2 separate regions of the Triticum aestivum genome follow, and region 1 is linked to region 2. Evidence: chromatin contacts called from public Hi-C data. All regions are on one chromosome and are shown on one strand. Each heading gives the region's core, a stretch centred on a gene start, on an enhancer-like site or on the middle of the called end of the contact. The rest is flanking DNA. Distances are from core to core; before and after follow the strand shown. Region 1 holds the start of LOC123145751 (disease resistance protein RGA2). Region 2 holds the start of LOC123145747 (heat shock cognate 70 kDa protein 2).

Evidence for each region. Hi-C and Micro-C count contacts between places; a contact is called where the count stands out from the background.
Region 1: a contact with region 2 is called in a Hi-C map of leaf, with 6 times the contacts expected there. The contact joins the promoter of LOC123145751 here to the promoter of LOC123145747 in region 2. A contact is called at or near these places in 3 of 5 Hi-C or Micro-C datasets (all in leaf).

What each region holds. Positions count from the first base shown.
Region 1 is chr6D:447,925,472-447,928,570 of IWGSC CS RefSeq v2.1, reverse strand. It overlaps LOC123145751 (disease resistance protein RGA2), which reads left to right and starts at 1,797. Exons shown (of 4, transcript XR_006472396.1): 1 at 1,797-2,107; 2 at 2,214-3,099. LOC123145752 (a long non-coding RNA gene) reads right to left here and starts at 1,421. Exons shown (of 7, transcript XR_006472400.1): 1 at 887-1,421; 2 at 1-86.
Region 2 is chr6D:447,556,062-447,559,073 of IWGSC CS RefSeq v2.1, reverse strand. It overlaps LOC123145747 (heat shock cognate 70 kDa protein 2), which reads left to right and starts at 1,443. Exons shown (of 2, transcript XM_044565232.1): 1 at 1,443-1,773. The coding sequence starts at 1,560. LOC123146531 (small nucleolar RNA Z196/R39/R59 family) reads left to right here and starts at 2,959; the gene lies at 2,959-3,012. It overlaps LOC123146530 (small nucleolar RNA Z195/SNORD33/SNORD32 family), which reads left to right and starts at 2,794; the gene lies at 2,794-2,879.

The DNA of each region.
Region 1 (3,099 bases), core at 548-3,047, 370 kb before region 2:
TGTTCCCACACATCCTAGCGTTCCAGATGCACTAATTTGCAGAACATTAACTCAAAGTACCTTGCACTATTATTCAGAATATGACCCTGGAGAAATCATATGCATGGATGTTAGAGCTGGTATGGCATGATATCCAAGCAGCAAACTAACTCAAATAGCAACAAATAAAGATAAATAAATGCTACCGGCATGTTTCCAACCTAAGTGTGCTTCCGAGATTCTATGAAAGATAAAAGATCAAAATCGAAACCACTACTGATGAGATTTTATCAGATGCAACACCCCAAACACACTGTACTAAGCACACAAAAAGACAACTACAGCAGGAAATTGAAGAGCAAATATATTTTGAGCAGAAAAATTAACTGTAAATTAAGTCGAATATGTCAGCGACCCGCAAGCTATGTGCCAAACTGGCCGGAAACCTCGTCCAGCTGATGCTGGTGTATTCTTATATGTTAGCAAAAACTGCTTCTGCTGTGTAGTTCGTCTAATCAGATTCGTAGGAACATAAAAAGATAGAACATGAGATTTTTCTAGGGAAGTCCAAGTAAATACTGTACATGAGCGGGTAGAAAATGGCATCCTCATACTGCAGTATTCAGTTAAGCACAAGTATATACTCTTGCTAATTGCTATGGTTTAGTAAAAAGGGGCAGAGCCTTTTCCTTGGTTTCTACAGGAGGGAATCAAATTATTATTTGTTTATTTTCATGCCCAATAGATTGTGTTCATTAGCACTCTTTCTTAGAGCATGTCGACAAGGCTGTTTTTTTCTCAGCAAGGTATGAACTATGGAAACAGATTCACCAATGTCGATCTGTAGTGGTCAAAGAGGGATGGCGGCCAACAACAGCACGAGATTGACGGGCCAGACGTGTCTCACCTTGGGGTCCCGATAGTTTCTGCAGCCCGTGCTCCACGGCGAGCCCGGCCTCCTACCGGCCGGTGCAGCGTCCCCGGCGGTGACTCAGTGATGAAGTGGGCTGGGCAGGGGATTGAGGCGGCGGCCTCGTCGGGGGAGCAGAGGCGCGAGAGGAGGTCACGGCCTTGGCGCCATGCGCCTGCGCGAGGAACCCCGCGACGACGCGACGGCGGAGGGCGGCGAGCTGGCCGCTGCTAGGGTTTCTGGGGAGGAGGCGGTCGCGGTGCGTGGGTGAGGAGCGGTGATGCGGAGCAGCAGCAACCGAGGTGCTTCTTCGAGGCAGCGCAGAGAAGGGGAGGGCACGACGGCCAATGCGAGGGAGAGACGGGAGGGGGCAGCGTGAGGTCGTGGATGGGTGCCTGGGCGAGCGACGGCGGCGGGGCAGGGAGGCGGGCGCGGGTTAGGGTTTGGAGGGAGAGAGAGAGAGAGGCAGGGCGGGATGGAGAGAGAGGCGAGGCGGCAGTAGCTGGGCGCGGGGGGAGGCGCGAGTGCGGGAGGGAGGAGGCGGCTAGGTCATCCCACGGTAGCGCCCCCTTTTATACCCCCTACGCGAAATGACCGAAATGCCCTGGTGGGGGCACGGTATTTACATTCTGTTGCAATTGAAATTTTATCCAACGGCTCACAATGATCTGGTAATATCCGACGTCTCACGTGAGCCAAGCCCGAGATCCGACGGCCCGAGTCGCATCAGGAAACCGATCCGACGGCCGAAAATGCAAACGCATGGGAAGGCTCTATTTTGGTCTGGACTCTAACAATGGGATGTTGTAGAACCCAGATTTTTGTCGTCAGCTGAAATCGTTAGTCGGGTGCATCAACACAGCGTTGTATATCTCTACTGCCGAAGAAGGAGCGCAGCGTTGTAGCGTAGCTGAACTCTGTCTTTAGTAATGTTTTTTTTTCAAGTTCCAGTAAACAAGGCCCAACTGCACAGGGAGATTATTTGGATAATCTGTCTTGAAAGTCAACTCTTAAAACGGCGACGACGACCTCCACGTTTGTTCACGCGTTTGGGTGCCATAGCCAACTCAGATCCCCTTCTCACTCTGCTCTGCCGTTCATCTGGCTGTTCCCGGTGTCGTTCTCCTCGCCGGCGAGTTGCCGGGGTCATGCCACCAGCCACAGCCCAGCTACTCCGCGGCCGGCCGGGCGTCCTCCACGGTAGGTACATCCCCGTAGGTATGACCCAATCTCCTCCCACGTTCACTGTCGGTGCACTTGTGGCGCTCGTTGACTCGGGTAGCCGGAACACTGACAAGATTGCCGGCGTCTCCCTCTTCTCCAGCGCAGGCAGATGGCTACTGCGGCTGCGTTTGCCGGGAAGGCGGTGGCGATTCCTGCCATCTCCTTCTTGGTTGGAAAGGCTTTCAGCTACCTCGACAAGTACCACAGATCTGAAGGCATGGAGGAGCTGAAGAAGCGGCTTGAGCTGGCCATGCCAAATATTGAGGCCGTGTTCGACGCCGTCAACCCAGACCACGTCAGGGAGGAGAGCCCTGCCCTGGACAAATGTCTGTGGCAGCTCAGGGCCGCCGTCGAGGATGCTGAGAACGTTGTCGATGAGCTCGAGTACTATGAGCTGGAAGAGAAGGCCGAGGAACGTAAGGTTATTGATTGGGGCTCTTCTCTTACTAAGATGAAGCACAAAGTTGTCAGATCTGTTAAAAAAGTTAGTAGTTTGGACAAGACCTTGAAGAATTTTTCTCAACGTGACACTCTCAAGAGACTGAGAAAAGTTGTGGAAGGTTTGAACAGATCTGCTGCAGGCATAGCCAATTTCCTCGCTATCGCAGACCGTCTCAAAAAATCTGCTTCTGCCAGCCAGCAGCAAGTTGACGCAGATCGTGAGACAAGCTCTGAATTGAGTGTATCTAAATTTGTTGGGCGAGAAAGGGAGAAGGAGAAGATCATTGAATGGATAACCAAGACATCAGTTGTGTCGGCTGATGGTGTGACAAGAATCAATAGTGTACCTATTATTTCAGTGGTTGGTCATGGTGGCATGGGGAAGACTACTTTGGCTCAGAGCATATGTAAAGAAGATGCAGTGCGGAATCATTTCAAGGTCATCTGGGTCACGGTGTCTACCAACTTTGACGCAACAACGCTGACAAGTAAAATGCTGGAATCTGTTACAGGGGTAAAACCAGGTCCTGATCATTTGGAACCAT
Region 2 (3,012 bases), core at 194-2,693:
TGTTTTTGTCTTTTTATTATTATAACCTTTTCAAAGTCATTAAATTTATAAAATTAGCTAACTTTTCCAATTAATGATTTTTTAAATATGTTAACTTTTGAAATATTCATGATTCAAATTCGTGAACTTTTTTCAAAATCCTGAACTTTTATCCAATTTTCAAGTTTTCTCAACTTCGTGATTTTTAAAAATCCACAAGTTTTTTTTCATATTCTATGACTCTTTTGTAATTCATGATCTTTTTTTGGAATTCTTTAACATTTCGAAATTTAGGATTTTTATAAATTGTTTCTTAACTCACGATCTTTTTCCAAATTTTGTGAACTTTCTAAATTTTATGTTTTTTCCTATTCATGTTTCTATCAAAAGTCAACGATCACCCCATCAACCGGTGAACGGTCCACTAGTCAAACCGATCAACCACATAAACGAGCGGACCAAAACTCTGCCATCCCACGTACCCAGCCACACAAACGAGCAGACCACAAAAGGTTCGTTCCGCACCCACTTAATCCCATCGCACAATTAACACTAACATCTCGTGTGGTGAGAGGCCGCCCGCTCAGCAACCTAGCCCCTTGTGCGCTCACGCCGGAGAACTTCACGGCGCATCGACCGCTGGCTGCTCCGGTCGCCGCCCTACTCCTGAGGGCGCCGCGTGCTGAGAGGTCGAGGCAGTGGCCCATGTATGTCATCCTCATTTGCTTGGTGGCTTCCATGGATGGGGGAGAACATGAGGTCACCAAATCCATCGTTGGCCGACCGAAGGGCCCTCGAAAGACGACTGTCGGCCGGAGCCTCGCCATCTATCTTCAACTGTCGTCCGGCACCCCATTGCTACCCGCACGCCGCAGACAAGCGCATCCCATATTTCCTTGCACGATCACATTGAAACAAACAATGTTGAATATCTTTCGACTCCAATTGCGCAAGCAGGACACTCCGGCGAACATGGAATATACCAAGATGGTAGTACACCGTAGCAGGAAGAACCCCACTCAACACTTGGTACACAAAGTGTTTCACTTTACCAGGGACTCGCCAAGGCGGGTTTCCGAGCATAATTGGTTTGCTGCCAAAAATTAGCATATGCCAATGTTTGGCATTGTGCCAAATATTGGCTACTGCTTAGTTAATTCTTGCCTATCTTACATAAAATTGTCAATAATTGGCAAGTCTTGGCAATGCCAACATTTGGCAAGCCAAATATTGGCAGCAAACCAATTATGCTCCATGCATCACCGGTAATCAAGTCGGTTCCTCGAAAATAAACATCCCAAAACGGAAAGGGCAGCCGCGAAAAGGACACCCCGTGCGCCATCAGCCGCAGGATCAGATCTCAACGGCTCTGCCAGCCCGCCCCGCAGCCCAGGAACCTTCTAGAGCTTCACGAGCCCTCCCCTGCCAAATTATAAAATCCCCGGTTCCGCCTCCAGCAATCCTCCACTTCAAACCCTAGCCCCCCTCCCCCCCTCCTCCTTGACCCGCCGCCGCTTCTCCCACCCCGAAAGAAAAACACACACACAGTAGAGAGCTTCAGCTTCCCCTGAGAGCGAGAGATGGCGGCGAAGGGCGACGGGCCGGCGATCGGCATCGACCTCGGCACGACCTACTCGTGCGTCGGCGTGTGGCAGCACGACCGGGTCGAGATCATCGCCAATGACCAGGGCAACCGCACCACGCCGTCGTACGTCGCCTTCACCGACTCGGAGCGCCTCATCGGTGACGCCGCCAAGAACCAGGTGGCGATGAACCCCATCAACACCGTCTTCGGTGAGCGCCCATCTCTTTGCCTTTGCTTTCGTCACAGCTCAGATCTGCTTACTGTTTTCATAAAGTTATTACTAGGCTACCCTCGATTTACTCCGGTTAGTGTGTTTTGGTAATGTTTCCACGGATTTAACTGTTGTTGGTCCTGGTCGCTCAGATCCGTGGTCGTAGCTATACAGATTTTTGTGCTGGCAATGGTTCGTAGAGGTAGCTGTTGTTAGCTGGTTGGTGTTGAGGTGTCAGATCTGTTAGTATTAGTATATATGACTTGCACAGTTGGATCTTCTTGTTTGGTCTCAATTAGATCTATTTGTTTATAGTTGATCTGGACTGTGAGTTGTTTAACACTCTGTTGACATGTGTCTCGGTTGATACATATTAGATCTTATATTATTATTAATGTTATTATAGAGCTCGATTGCTTTGTCTTGCCAACTGCGATTTGTTTAACATGTTTTATAAATCTACATTGTCTGCCTTGTGTCCTCTTGTTCATGTCAGTTAAAGCAAGTATGTTTTAACACAATGTAGTATTGGAACTATTTTGTATGAAATTCTACTTAGTTGTATGATAGGCTTGCTGTTCACTGCACACCTCATTGATTCTCATTATTCTTAACTACATGTTGTTCTGGGCCGTTTTGTGTTGCTTTATCATTTGAATTAGTTACTGTTGGCGTTTCTCTTTAATTTTTGGAGCTAGCAGATTGATGATGATAAGAAATCCAAGCGCTTTTCTGCTGAATTTATGATGGATTGCTTTGGGCCATTAGGTTTGCTACCACGTTTTGTGAAGCGGAATTGGGGCGAATCCCTTTGATTTGCTCCTTTTTTGCCCGTTTATTTTTAGATGTGGCAAAATTGGGCAGCAAGCTGAATGTGCCCATAGCTTTCATGGTTTTCAATCTGAACAATCTGCGGTTCAATCTCCCATTGATTTTTTACTAATGGGATTTTTATGTGCTGGTTTGTGGCAAATTATCCTTTTTGTCTGTTGTTTGCTTGTCACATGTATGACTTGATGGGAGAAATTATGATATCATAACCATACCACATTTCTGCATTCACTGTGATGATCAATTTACACATGCACTACCATCTGATCTCCCATTGCTGTTTGTATATTTGTAAGATTTTTTCATGTGATTAAAACCTTTTGGATTCAATGCTGAACCTGTTCTCTTGCTGTGCAATCTGTGATGCAAACAATCCCATTTGCTGAATCACTGTGATTATTATAAA